2 separate regions of the Mus musculus genome follow, and region 1 is linked to region 2. Evidence: chromatin contacts called from public promoter capture Hi-C data. All regions are on one chromosome and are shown on one strand. Each heading gives the region's core, a stretch centred on a gene start, on an enhancer-like site or on the middle of the called end of the contact. The rest is flanking DNA. Distances are from core to core; before and after follow the strand shown. Region 1 has its middle 33 kb from the start of Osbpl8. Region 2 overlaps Zdhhc17 (zinc finger, DHHC domain containing 17).

Region 1 (6,981 bases), core at 1,244-3,743, 180 kb after region 2:
ATATTTCATTGCTACTTCATAACTGTACTTTTGCTACTGTTATGAGTCATAAAGATCTGTGTTTTCTGATGGTCTTAGGTGACCCCTGGGAAGGACTCATGTGACTGCCAGCTTGAGAACCACGGATACATTTGGAAAGGAGACCAAGAAAGGAGGATATTAGGTGAGCAGAAAGGACAAGGCACATGAGAGGACAGGAAGCTACTGTGTTTCTAGTTTCAGCTCTGACACTGGTCTTTCCTTTTTCTGTGGTGGGTGAGTATGTAAGATGTAACTAAACTGATCAGGAACATGTAAAACCTAAGTGAAGGGCCCCTGCTTCCCAATGGCCATCCAAGCTGTATAGAAGTTCACTAAGATAAACTGGGCAAATGTTGGGTTGAGTAGCTGCCTTGATCTAGCTATGTGATCTTTTTATCTGGGATATTTTTACTCATTACATACAATAAAGTGATTTGTATTATAAAAATAAGAAACATTTCCCAAATTTGCATGCATTCTTTGTACAAGAGCAGAGTTAATCTTCTATTGTTCTAATTTTAACATGCGTGCTGTCATTGGGAGTACCCAACATAGTTTTTATTTGTTTGGTTTGTTTTTGTTAATATGTATTTTTATTTCATGTACTGCTCTCTGGCCTCCATGTATGTCTGTGTACCATGTTCTTGCCTGATACCTGTTAGCATTTTGTCTAGGCTCTGCCCCATAGTTACCTGGCAATAGCCAGGTGTGCCTGACTCACTATAAAAGGGGCTGCTTGCCCCCTCTGCTCTCTATCGCCTTCTTGCTCCCTCTCTGTCCTCTTACCCTTTTCCCCCTCTCCCCATTCCCCTTCCCCTCTCTCCATATGCTCATGGCCGGCCTCTACTCCTCTAACTTCTCTTCTCTCTCTCTGCCTTTCTCTGCCTCTACTGTCCTCTCAACTCCCTCCCCATGTCCTGAATAAACTTTAGTCCATACTATACTGTCCTGTGGCTGGTCCCTCAGGGGGAAGGGATGCCTCAGCATGGGCCCACGGAGGCACCCTCTTCCCCCATACCTAACTATACATTCACCAAACATATTCTCTCTCTCCTTTATTTTTATAAAAACAACAATGCCCATAGAGGCCAAAAGAGGGCATTGGATCCCCGAGATCTGGAGGTAGAGATAGTTGTGACTTACCACGTGGGTTCTGAGAATCAAACCCAGGTCTTGAGGAAGAACAACCATCTTTCCATCCCCTCAACATAACAATTTTTAAAAGGCAAGTATGTCTCTTCAGAAGTTTGGCTTAATTACATATAATCACTCTATTAGGGAATTTAAAAAAGAAATTCTGTAATTATATAGCCAGCAGGGGGCAACTAAATACTTGGAAAAAGCATCCGGTATAAGAAAAAAATAAAATTGGGATTGCCTGACGGTATTGCACGGTGCGAGACAGCCGACTGCCTTTGGAATGTAATTAGCACCTACTCACGCATTCACACTTTGAATTTGTGAAAATAATTGAGCACTTAAACAGACGGATTATAAAGGCCTGTCTGTGCTAGACTGCTTGGGCTGTGTTTTATTCATGTATGTGTATCTTGCTTTTACTTTATTTTATTTTTATTAAAAAAACACAGACAAGCGTCTCAAGAAACGATGGCTACAAGACAAAGCAGAATCACGGTGAGTTATTAAACCCACTTCTATACACAAATACAAAAATTCTGAGAGCAGAGCATCATCCCATGTGAGACATATCATAGAGACGGAAGTCTGTTTGCACACATCCATACACATGGTCCATGTGTGTACATGTATACTCATGCTTCGGCAGGCTGGCTGGCTCTCGGCAGCCCGAATGGGAGCCTGCCAGAGCTCTTTTCCTCATAGTTATATGCGGTTCAGTCAGGACATCAGTCAGGAGTTGGAAAGAAAATGGATTCCAGTGCACTTCTACCAAGGACTTGTCCTACTATTCTACCCAGTCACTATACAGTGGAAAGACTTTATTAGCCCATTTCCAGATATAGCAGTGAGAAACTTGGTTAGTTCTTCTTCTTCCTCCTCTTCTCCTTCTCCTTCTTCTTCTTCCTCTTCCTCCTTTTTTTTTTTTTTTACAGCCCATTTGTTTTTACCTAGCTACTTATTTGAGCATAAAACAGGCCAGAAAACAAATTACACTATACTGATTATTATAAAATGCTACTCATCCTTCAAAGGCCACTAAAGAGGACACTTTCTGTAACAAAAAGAGAGGAGAGTTAAGTTAAAATTTTTGTTGCTTGACCAGCATAACAACTATACAATCTGTATGTCATGTGACCATTCATCCGTAATTGAAATGTGACCTCTGGCTTGGCCCTTCTTAGCCCTTCAGAAACCCAGAAGTGCGCTCTCCCGTGTCATCTGGGTTATGCCTTTCTCTGTTTGGCCTCAGTTAGCATGCTAAAGTCAGGTTAGTCCTTTTCAGAAAAAGAGGTCAAGGTACTTCCATCCTGCAGTGACCAAGTCCTCCAGGTGACCTCCCACTGAGGGAGCCAAGTGCTCTGCCATCAGGGAGCTGAGCCTCCTGAACTTACAGAGAGAGCTGAGCTCTGAGCACCTGGGGAGCTGCCACAGTCACACTTTCACAAGTTTAATTTGTGAAAGTAAGTGAAGCTCTCTTCTAAGAAGACAGACTACAAAATCACATTCTAAGGCCTGACAGTACCAGAGTGCTGGGGTTGGGCTTCATATTGTGTGTATTTATAATTGATTAGTTTTCTTCAGATTCCTATATTGTAAAAATAGTAAAGATCAACTTGTTTCTGTAGGGTGCTCTAGGACTGTTCTGCTTTTTCACTACATAGTCTAAGGCTAAAGAAAATGGGGCTAGCCTGGCAGTGGTGGTGCACACCTTTAACCCTAGCACTTGGGAGGCAGGGGCAGGCAGATCTCTGTGAGGTCGAAGCTAGCCTGGTCTACAGAATGAGTTCCAGGACAGGCAGGGATATATCGAGAAACCCTGTTTCAAAAAACAAAATAAGCAAACAAGAAGATGGAGGGGGGGGGAATGGGGGGAGGAGGGAGGGGAGGAAGAAGAAGAAGAAGAAGAAGAAGAAGAAGAAGAAGAAGAAGAAGAAGAAGAAGATGATGAAGAAGAAGAAGAAACAACAACAACAACAAGAAAATGAAGATGCTATTGCTGCAAGTAGTATTGACTTCATACTTCTTACTGGTATGAAAGGGAACCATACAGTGCTAGCAAGTAGGAAGCTCTGGCTTTAATCCACAGCACCAAAAAAAAAAAAAAAAAAAAAAAAAAAACCAACCCCGTCCCTCAAGTTTTGAATTTTGGTCTTTTGCTGAACCAGTGATATGTAGCACAGTACTGGCTGGTGTTGCACAGCAACTATAGGTGAAGATAACAAAAACTCTCCATACACTGCCAAGTAAGAATGACCAGAGGATAGGCATATTAAATATACTTCCAACTTAAGGTATACCCAGTTTATCTCTACCTAAAAATAACACTAGTATTTGCTCAGGGCTAGAGACGGCTTCAGAGTGAACAGCACTTGGTATGTTAGAGAAGACTAAAAGGTCAGTTTCCAGGACCCACAACAGGGGACTCACAACGGCTTGTAAAAATAAGTCTTGGGGGAAAAAAAGGAAGTTTCTGAATCATTTCTTAATGTTCTTTAAGGAGGCTATTTTGTGTCCTTATTAACATATACTAACCACACATAGCAATGAGTTTCATTTTGATATTTTTGTTCATGTCCATAATGCAATTTGATCATATCCAACCTATCACTCTCTCTCCCTCCCTCCCACTGCGCCTACTGATTTTCCTCTGCTCAGCTTGTCCCCTTTCAACTTCAAGCCCTTTTCCCCCCTTTGCCCAGCGAGTTACTTTAAGGGTTGCTCACAGGCACACCAGCGAGGGCGCGTTTACAAGAGTGTGGGCACCTTTCCAGTGGGGACACCATGGACGAGAATATTTCTATCTTAGCAACCATTACCTACCTACTGACCACTGGCGGGGGACGGGGCAGATGGGAACTTGCAAGCTTCTGTTCTCTGATGGGCTAGTCACGTGCAGGTCTTATGTATATAATCATGGTTACTATGAGTTTAAGAGTGCTACAACCAGGTGGTGGTGGTGACGCATGCCTTTGATCCCAGCACTCAGGAGCAGAGGCAGGCAGGTCTCCTGTGCTAGTCTACAGAGCAAGTTCCAATGAGTACCAAAGCAAAGCAAAACAAAGGAAAGAAATAAAAATAAAAATAAAAAAAAGAAAGAAAAAGTTCTACAACCACATCATTGCCTAGAAGACCATGTTCCACCACTCTACTTACTACTTTGACTTTTATAATACAAAGATGACATTTTTGCTATTGGTAGTGGTGGGGTTTGTTTGTTTGTTGGTTTGTTTGTTTTGGAGACTGGGTTTCTCTATGTAACCCTGGCTGTCCTGGCACTCACTATTGTAGACCAGGCTGGCCTCGAACTCAGAGGTCCTACCTGTTTCTGTTTCCCCGAGTGCTGGTATTAAAGGCATGTGGTGCCGCCGCCTAAGCACAAGAGGCTAAGTTTTAAATCTTTTTATAGAGACCAAACTAATCAAATGTAAAAATGTGGATGTTTAGAGATTAATGTTTGGTTTATAAAATTGGCACACGAGACTGTGGTGACCTGTGAAGGACTTTCAGTTTGAGTCAAGGGGTCCTAAAAGAATTTCTTCTTGCTCTGTGGCGGTCAGTCTTTGATGTCATAAGTTTTTTGGCCAATTGGATGAGGTCCATCACATTATGAAGAGTAACCTGCTTTACCCAAAGTCCACTCGTTTAAATGTTAATCTCTTCTAAAAACACCATCACTGAAACATCCTGAATAATGTTTAACCACAGATCTGGGCAACATGACCTGGCCAATTTGGTATACAAAATTAATCATCTTCAGTTCATATCACAGTTGCAAAACTGAAAACAATTTTCCGTGGGTAGAACCGCCAAGCCCAATACTAGAACAAAGAATGTCCAGCCAGTGTTCACTGGCTTTTAAACTGAATTTGAGGCTGGCAAGATGGCTCATCGGGTCTAGGTGCTTGCTGCCAAGCCTTATAGCTTGAATTCAGTCCTTGTGATTGACATGGGAAAAGGTGAGAACTAAGGTCCTGCAAGTTGCCTTCTGACTTCCATATGTGCGCCGTGGGATTCACGCGCACATTCTTTCTCATTCTCCCAACCCATCTCCCTCTCCCGCATCCTCCCCTCCCCACCCCACCCCCATGGTATATTATTGAATTAAATATCCCTGGGGGTTTCTGGGTTCAGCCAGGCTTCCGATGTGGTGCTTGGGGATAAGCATTAATGATACGCTCTGGTTAGATCCTGCAGCTTCACCCTCTGGCTCCCCAGCTACCCCTGTATGCAGTCTTGGATGAGTTCTTTGGCTTTGATGTAACTCTCCACTTCTTCCCCGTGTACATAGAGGACAATAATAGCTACTTGCGGTACGTTTTGCTTTGTTAAGCAGCACTCTCTGCTCTTTACCCCGTGGACCCACAGCGGGCTGGCCTTTTTCAGTGTTCCTGCAGCCCGATGAAGCTATGTGACTTAGCTTCCTGGTGAAATGTTGTGGAACTGACATGTATCAGCCAGGGGTGGTGTCTCTCCCAGTGAGCCCAGCACCTAGGAGGTCAGAGGCAGGAGGATCAGGAGTTCATGATGGTTCTTCTCAGCTTCATGGGTGTTCCAGGTCATGTACCACATGAGATGCTACGTCAAAAATCAAAAACAAACAAACAAAAACACATGGCCCTCCCCTCCACCCCCCCCCCAAAAAAAAAACCCAACCCAAACAAGATGACATATGGCACTTTGCAGACGAGATAGTAAAAGACCGTTATGAGTTTCCAAAGTTGTTTTTCCTGTCTTTCCCTACCTTGGCAAATGATTCATACGAAGAGCGTGGCTCTGGCTGGGCATGCGCAGTGGCTCATTCTTTGAATCCCAGCATATGGAAGACAAATGTAGGTGGATCTGCGTGGCTTACAAGCCAGCCTAGTTTATATACAGAGCTCTAGGAAAACTTGTAATATCATCTACTCGGAAGACTGAGGCAAGATCTACTTGAGAGGCTGAGGTAAGAGGGTTGCCACACTCAAGGCCAGCCTGGGCAACTTAGCAAGATCCTGTTTCAAAATAAAGTAAATTAAAAAAAAAATGAGGAAGGTCTTGGGATGTTAGCTAAGTGGTAGAGTGCCGACTTATCATGAAGAAGGCCTTGGGTTTAATTCTTGGTTCAGGAAAACATGTTTTCAGCGGGGCTCAGGAGGCTGGGGAGTGGCCCAGTGGATAATCCAATTTCAAAAATTGAGAAGCAGACCCACCAGATGGCTTAGCAGGTAAAGCACTTGCTACACAGGCCTGAAAACCTAAGTTAAATTCACAGAACCCAAGTAAAGGTGGAAAGATAGAATCAAGTCCACAGCGTTGTCCTCTGACCTCCACTCAAGCACCATGGCACACGTGTATTAACACATATAAATCACATGTGCATGCGCTCATGTGCGAGCACACACACATACACAGAGCAACAGCAGTAATAACTGTTGTCATGTGTCTTAACTGTAATCTGAGTTCAAATAGGAGGGTACAGAGAAAGGGCAAGGAGATGGAAGAGGGGGAAGAGAAAAAGGAGAAGGAGGAGGAGGAGGAAGAGGAGGAGGAGGAAGAGGAGGAGGAGGAGGAGGAGGAGGAGGAGGAGGAGGAGGAGGAGGAAAGGAAACATACTGGGCTGGAGCTATATAGCTCAGTGGTAAAGGGTAACCTAGCATGTGAGAGGCCAGGGTATTTAATCCATAACAACAACAACAAAATCATAAAAACAAAACAACAACAACAACAACAAAAACCAGAAGACCTTACTGCTTTAACTGATAAAGCTTTTTGAACAACATGAACTCAGTGCACAACTACAACCATAAAACAAAACAAAACAACAACAACAAAAAACCCAAA
Region 2 (6,771 bases), core at 2,888-5,387:
CTGAGCAACTTGCCAAAAAAAATAAATAAATGACAACAACAGCAACAAAACTGAGTTTAACAAAGAGCATGGAGGGGGAGCTGTCTTCTGTCAGGGGGAATTCCCTTTTCTGACAGAAAATGAAAAGGACAGGCACAAACATATTCCAATCATAAATGGAAAACAGAGCTGTCTGTCTAAACCTTCCCACAATCCTAAGTTATGTGAATTATTTTATTTATTTACTATTATGTACTAATAACAAGACATTAGTTTACCTGCAGTATATAATTTAAATGCCTTTAATTTGATGTATGATTTGGAGAATTTTTACATTGATTGAAAAGAACCAATTTTCAGTTTAGTGATGACATAGTACTCCAAGTTGCACCGACACTTCCAGACAAATACGCAAAGTGTATTTAAAACTATCTGTCTGAAGAATAATCTATGGAACTTTTAAACTCAAGAAAAAATTTAAACCATAGCCAAACCGTTTGCTGCTAAGTAGTTGTCAGTTTTCACTGAGTCACATTTTGAAAGGGTAAGGAGGATGAGAACGGTGTGAGTGGGACTCTGATGTGCTGTCGGCGTCTGCTACTGGGAACAGGCACAGCCCAGATGCAAACATCCCTCACTGTCTCATCTACCACAGACTACAGGATGTGAGGAGTGCTCTACCCAATACTCCCTCTGTCCTATGATGGCGTCAGCAGGAAGAGGAGAGAAATAAGAGAAGATAATGAATATTACCAAGCAGGTACTGCAGAATATACTGAGGTCCAGACTTCCAGTCTCTGCAAGTTCAACTATCGTCTGTGGATTTAAAAACCAAAAGCCACCTTTTTACTCAAAACTGAATAATGCTCACCAATTCCTTTGTTATTACTAGGAACATGCCATTCTTCTCAACCTTTTCAAGCTCACATAAGACCTACGAGTGACTCGCCTGTGCTGTGTCACTACCGTATAGGAACTGAGGACCGTCAGCACAGCAACTTGTATGCAGCCCACCTCAGCGGGGAGCAGGCCACAGAACTTGCTAATGTCAGTTCACTGTGGACAGAAATGATTCATTAAGATTTGTTTCCTTTTTAAAAGAGCTTTCTGGCTTTGTTTTCTTATTGTTTCTTGCGATTGGGTCTCCCATAGCCCAGACAGGTCCACTTCCTGGTCCTCCTGCTACTGCCTCCTGAGGGCCAAGATTATATATGGCATTCAGCTAAAACAGCTCTTACTTAACAAATCTGCAATGCCCAGCCCAGTTACCTACTGACAAAAAACTTCACATACATTTAGCCTCAAGTTCGTGTCAAAGGAAAACAATGCCTACACCAGTCATATACTGTATTTTGGCTACTGGAGTGGGGTATCTGTACTCTCAATTGACTGGGTTTCAAGTTTAGTGGGTAATTTAACAACCATGTCCTTGGGGTGAGTGCTAGAGAGATGTTTCCGATATAACATTCACCTCTGAAAAGCAGCAGAGCATCTTTGTAAAGGAGAGAGATGTCAGTCACACAGCGTGTGACTGTGTGCCATCACAAGGGCACCAGGACGGACACCACTTAAAATATGGGCCCGCACAATTCTGCTTGGGCTGTCACCAATTCTAAGAGTTCCTGCCCTTCCCTGACTCTGCTGCAACTACCGAGAAACTGGCGGTTAGTTAGTTAGCTGGGTATATCACCACCTTTTTCTTTTGTTCTTCTGTAGCTTTAATAATCCCTGGATCTGATTTCCAAGACTTTCCAAAATTGTAGAAAAGAGCAACGCTGTTGGCAAGGAAGGGGAGGTGGATGAACAGGAAGTTGAGATGTGTCCAAGTTAAGGAATCCGAGACAGCAGTAATAGGCAAGCTCTTCCAGGGGGCTATAGTGCACATGCTCTTACCACACAAGAACATCTATCGGCCAAAAGGGTATGTTTTCTAAGTCCGATTATACTTTCCCATAATAACCATTTCTAAGTATGAAAGGAAAAATGTGACTTTCTATTAATTCACCTTACATAATACTTTGAAAGTCAGCAAACATTAAAAAACTCAGAGCCGGGCGTGGTGGCGCATGCCTTTAATCCCAGCACTTGGGAGGCAGAGGCAGGCGGATTTCTGAGTTCAAGGCCAGCCTGGTCTACAAAGTGAGTTCCAGGACAGCCAGGGGTATACAGAGAAACCCTGTCTCAAAAACACCAGAAAACTCGGTAGATTAGGTGATCAATATTGCTTTTAACAAAATGAAGTTATTTTCACATTTAAAGTTAAACACATACTTTTTTTCTTGCACTAAAAATTTTATATACTATATAAATATGTACAGATATAAAACTCTTGAGATACCTGCCATGATTAGCTTTAGCTGTCCACTTGACATAACCTAGACTCACCAGGGAGGGCTCAACAGGGATATGGTCAGACCTAGCTCAGTCTGAGAAGTGCCGCCCCAGCAGGGGGCCCTGAACAATGCAGGGGTGAGGCTATCAAGCTGAGGCCAGGCAAGGAAGCAGGTAAGCATTTTAGCTTTAGGAAACATTTTTAAACTTTCCTAAAATAGCAAGGGTTACAACAAATGCACCAGGCCATTTACAAATATAAAAGAATGAGAAACTATAAAAAATATTGCTAAAGCAACACAGCCCTGAATAGAAAATATCTGGTTGACTCAATAGCATTTTTAAGATGTGATGCTGAGATAACTAACATACAAGAATGCTGAAAGAAGCCGGGTGGTGGTGGCGCATGCCTCTAATCCCAGCACTCAGGAAGCAAAGGCAGGCGGATTTCTGAGTTCGAGGCCAGCCTGGTCTACAAAGTGAGTTCCAGGACAGCCAGGGCTATACAGAGAAACCCTGTCTCTGAAAAAAGAAAAAAGAAAAAAGAAAAAAAAAAAAAAGAATGCTGAAAGATGTCATGAACATGTACCTGCTTATATTTTACATGAAGGACAGTTACAAAGACAACTTGAATGAGATAATCTACATGTGTTTGATTAAAATCTGAACACTGAACAACCACATCAAATACAAGAGAAGCAGAAAGGGGACTCATTATCAGCACCTGCTAAGCAATCCCAGCACACAGCTCCGTAGTGACACATCGACCTCTGCACCAGCACTGATCAAAAAAAACACTGCCAAGTCTTCTGGCAAAAAGCATTATCTTACTCTTTTAACTGTGAGCTTCAAAACACACACACACACACACACACACACACACACACACACCCATGCACACATACACACACACACGCGCACACACACACACACACACACACTAGTAGATGTAAACAGCCAGATCAGATGGTAAAGTGGTATTATCCAGACACCAAAGCAGACAGGAAAACACAACAATTATTCTAAAGCCTATCTATCAGAGAAAACATCAAAGTCTGAGTAACTTCGCTTTGGTTAATCACAGAAGAGATGAAAGATGGACAGAAATGGCCTAACAACTGCACCAGCACACTCTCAAGAAAAATCAAAGGAGAAAAGTTACAGCAGCCACAAGGCAAAGAATCCAGTCTGGAAGACAACCAAACCTAACGAACGAACTGAAAACGTTCCAGAATTGATTTAAATAGGAGGGCTAGTGAGATGGCTCAGTGGGTAAAGGTAAAAACACGTGCCGTGCACACATAAACACCCGAGTCCAACACACATAACCTGCACGGAAGAAGAAAGCCAACTCCCAATGTGCTCCTCTGAGCCGACAGACCAGACACCATGGCAGGAACTTGCCACATCATACACACAATAGTAATAATAAAAAGTGAAATATAAATCCTACCAAATAACAATTTAAGGCTAAGGCAATAAGACAGATAAATAGGTGCTTCTAGAAATAAGCAAGCAAACTGAGACCAAGAAACCAATACCTACCAATAAACTAAGAAAACTTAAACAGAGACTGAAAAGGCTAATGCCCTAGGCTGGGCTTGAACTCTCAACCCTACCTCAGCCTACCAAGTGCTGTGACAGTAACTGTGTGCCACCACTTCCAGAAAACTTCCAATCTTAATGCCTTCTTTCTTAAATAAAGGTAGTTTTTATTTGTTCGTTTTCTCTTGAATGCATTTCTGAGCTTCAGTAGAGCCAGAGCGCTCACTCCTAGCCAAGCACTGTTGAGTCTGGGCTAGAGGTGAACCGCTCCCAAAAGCTGGCATCTTTCCCTTGGGCGTGCACTTACGTCCGCAGGGTTACAAGATTTATTTCTAAAGGTCAACCTTACAAAGGTCAGAAGAAAATGATCTTTTTTATAAAGGAAAATAAATGCTGATGTAAAAAAAAAGTATTACTGCTTTTGACGTTTAGTCATTACACACTGATGCTAAGGTTCAATGGATTCAACAGAAACCCAAACCAAAGTACACACAGCAAGGCCTGTAGACTGGCAACAGAAGGCTGACCTCATCCAAGAACACACTGGAAAGCCCAGCCAGCTCTCCCCAGCTGCCTTTCTGTAATGACAGCGTGACCTCGGGAACCAGAGCACTTGGTCTTATGCCCAGAATGTGCTGAAAAAGCAGAGTACTACTTTCTAACTTGTTGCTATTACGAAGAGTAAAGGAATCAGAGAATGAATTAAGAAGTTAAAAAAAAAAAGAACCCAGCAGTACAGGCCTTCAGCCCAAGGCACTTGGAAGCTGAGGCAGGACTCCCTTGATGACAGAATCCCAAAACAGGTCTGACTACAAGATAAAACCTTCTCAAAACCAAACAAGCCAGATGGTGTGGTAAATAGGCTTGTGTGTAATTACAGTGCCAAACTATACTGTTTTTAAAAAGTATTTTATGCTGGGTGTGGTGGCACATGCTTTTAAGCCCAGCATCTGGGAGGCAGAGGCAGGTGAATCTCTATGGGTTTGAGGCCAGCCTGGTCCACACTGTGAGTTCCAGGACAGCCAAGGTTATTTAGAGAGACCCTGTTTCAAAAATCAAAAAATGAAAAATAGGATTTTATGTTGGTAATTTATTTGGTAATGTATGAAGTGTGTGCTTGATATATTAATTGTACTTTCTTTATGAAGCAAAAGATATTGAGCAAAGACTTATTAAGTAATAAATAAATAAATAAATAAATAAATAAATAAATAAGACTAATAAAGTCCCTAACACTTGGGAAGCTGAAGCAGGAGGATTGCTGTGAACTCCAGGTGAGTTTATACTATATAGCAAGACCCCACTGCAAATGACTCTATGGGTTTGGACAGCTTTCAATCCTACCTTTACCAAAGACCAGCTATATTATATAGCCTTGGGCTCCTAAGGCCTAAATTTTCCCATCAACAAAATGAGCTAACACTAGCTTACAAGATATGGGTGATTTTTTTTTCACTTTTTTTTTATTAGGTATTTTCCTTGTTTACATTTTCAATGCTATCCCAAAGGTCCCCCATACCCACCCCCCCAATCCCCTACCCACCCACTCCCCCTTTTTGGCCCTGGCGTTCCCCTGTACTGGGGCATATAAAGTTTGCAAGTCCAATGGGCCTCTCTTTGCAGTGATGGCCGACTAGGCCACCTTTTGATACATATGCAGCTAAAGACAAGAGCTCCCGGGTACTGGTTAGTTCATATTGTTGTTCCACCTATAGGGTTGCAGTTCCCTTTAGCTCCTTGGCTACTTTCTCTAGCTCCTCCATTAGGGGCCGTGTGACCCATCCAATAGCTGACTGTGATCATCCACTTCTGTGTTTGCTAGGCCCCGGCATAGTCTCACAAGAGAGAGCTATATCTGGGTCCTTTCAGCAAAATCTTGCTAGTGTATGCAATGGTGTCAGCATTTGGAAGCTGATTATGGGATGGATCCCTGCATATGGCAATCACTAGATGGTCCATCCTTTCGTCACAGCTCCAAATTTTGTCTCTGTAACTCCTTCTATGGGTGTTTTGTTCCCATTTCTAAGAAAGGGTAAAGTGTCCACACTTTGGTGTTCGTTCTTCTTGAATTTCATGCGTTTGGCAAGTTGTATCTTATATCTTGGGTATCCTAAGTTGATATGGGTGATTTTTAAACGGAGTGACTACTGGCTGCAGTGGTGTTTGTGGCTGTTGCCGTTTCTAAGGACCCTACACTAGGTATGAAGTATTCCTTACTTATCCACATCAGCTCCCACCGTCCCTAGGTAGAGGAGCTCCCTAAGCACAGCCACAGATGCCTGCGTCAGACGGCAGCAAGCACATTCCCACAGTGAAGGATATCATTCCAGAACCAGAAGAACCATGTCACATACATCCAGAATTTGGTTGCCAAATATATCCCAAGGGGCAATGCGCTGTGCATTGAATGGTCAAAGAAGGACCTGTAAAACAGATTTTATAAAACGTCACGTGGCATATTTCATTAAAGAACACTGAGCTTAGAATCACAAAGGCCAAAGCTATTTAAACACAGGGGTTGTCTTCACAGTGCTGAGTTCATCAAGACGCTTTAGCCTACCAAGGACATCACTGTATTCCATGCACTTTCCAACTTTAGAATTTCAGTGTATTCCATCCAACTTCTGAGATCAGTAATTCACTTTACTATACAGCAACTTCATCACCAGCACATTCTTCGAGAACGCTGCAGTTCTGGCAAGTGAGGACACGACAATGCTCATGTCTCCTGACCTGCCCACTTCAGTTAAGGTATATGGACATGTATTTTCAAGTAAGATGGACTGGCTGATCCCATGTAACTGAAGGCTTGTGTTTGTGATAGGAAGAAATACCAATGAATCTCACTGATACAAACAGGACCCTTTATCCATGTAGATCAATAGTCTTCATGATTTCCTATAATATTTAATAACC

The links. Capture Hi-C pulls out chosen DNA fragments and counts their contacts.
Region 1: a contact with region 2 is called in a promoter capture Hi-C map of liver. The contact joins two enhancer-like sites. A contact is called at or near these places in 2 of 39 promoter capture datasets (the HPC-7 cell line and liver), 1 of 484 Hi-C or Micro-C datasets (liver) and 3 of 9 other capture datasets (adipose tissue, liver and pancreatic islet).

Annotation. Positions count from the first base shown.
Region 1 is chr10:111,128,643-111,135,623 of GRCm38.p6, forward strand. No RefSeq gene overlaps it. Among named protein-coding and RNA genes, the nearest start is that of Osbpl8, 33 kb to the right of the region's middle. Within about 2 kb of position 2,494, at least 20 of the 459 cell types and tissues checked have an H3K27ac peak or open chromatin away from gene starts, as enhancers often do. A contact at or near this core is called in liver, where this site is marked.
Region 2 is chr10:110,948,889-110,955,659 of GRCm38.p6, forward strand. It overlaps Zdhhc17 (zinc finger, DHHC domain containing 17), which reads right to left. Exons shown (of 17, transcript NM_172554.2): 10 at 6,178-6,278; 11 at 1,673-1,797; 12 at 733-795. Among named protein-coding and RNA genes, the nearest start is that of Csrp2, 32 kb to the left of the region's middle. Within about 2 kb of position 4,138, at least 116 of the 459 cell types and tissues checked have an H3K27ac peak or open chromatin away from gene starts, as enhancers often do. A contact at or near this core is called in liver, where this site is marked.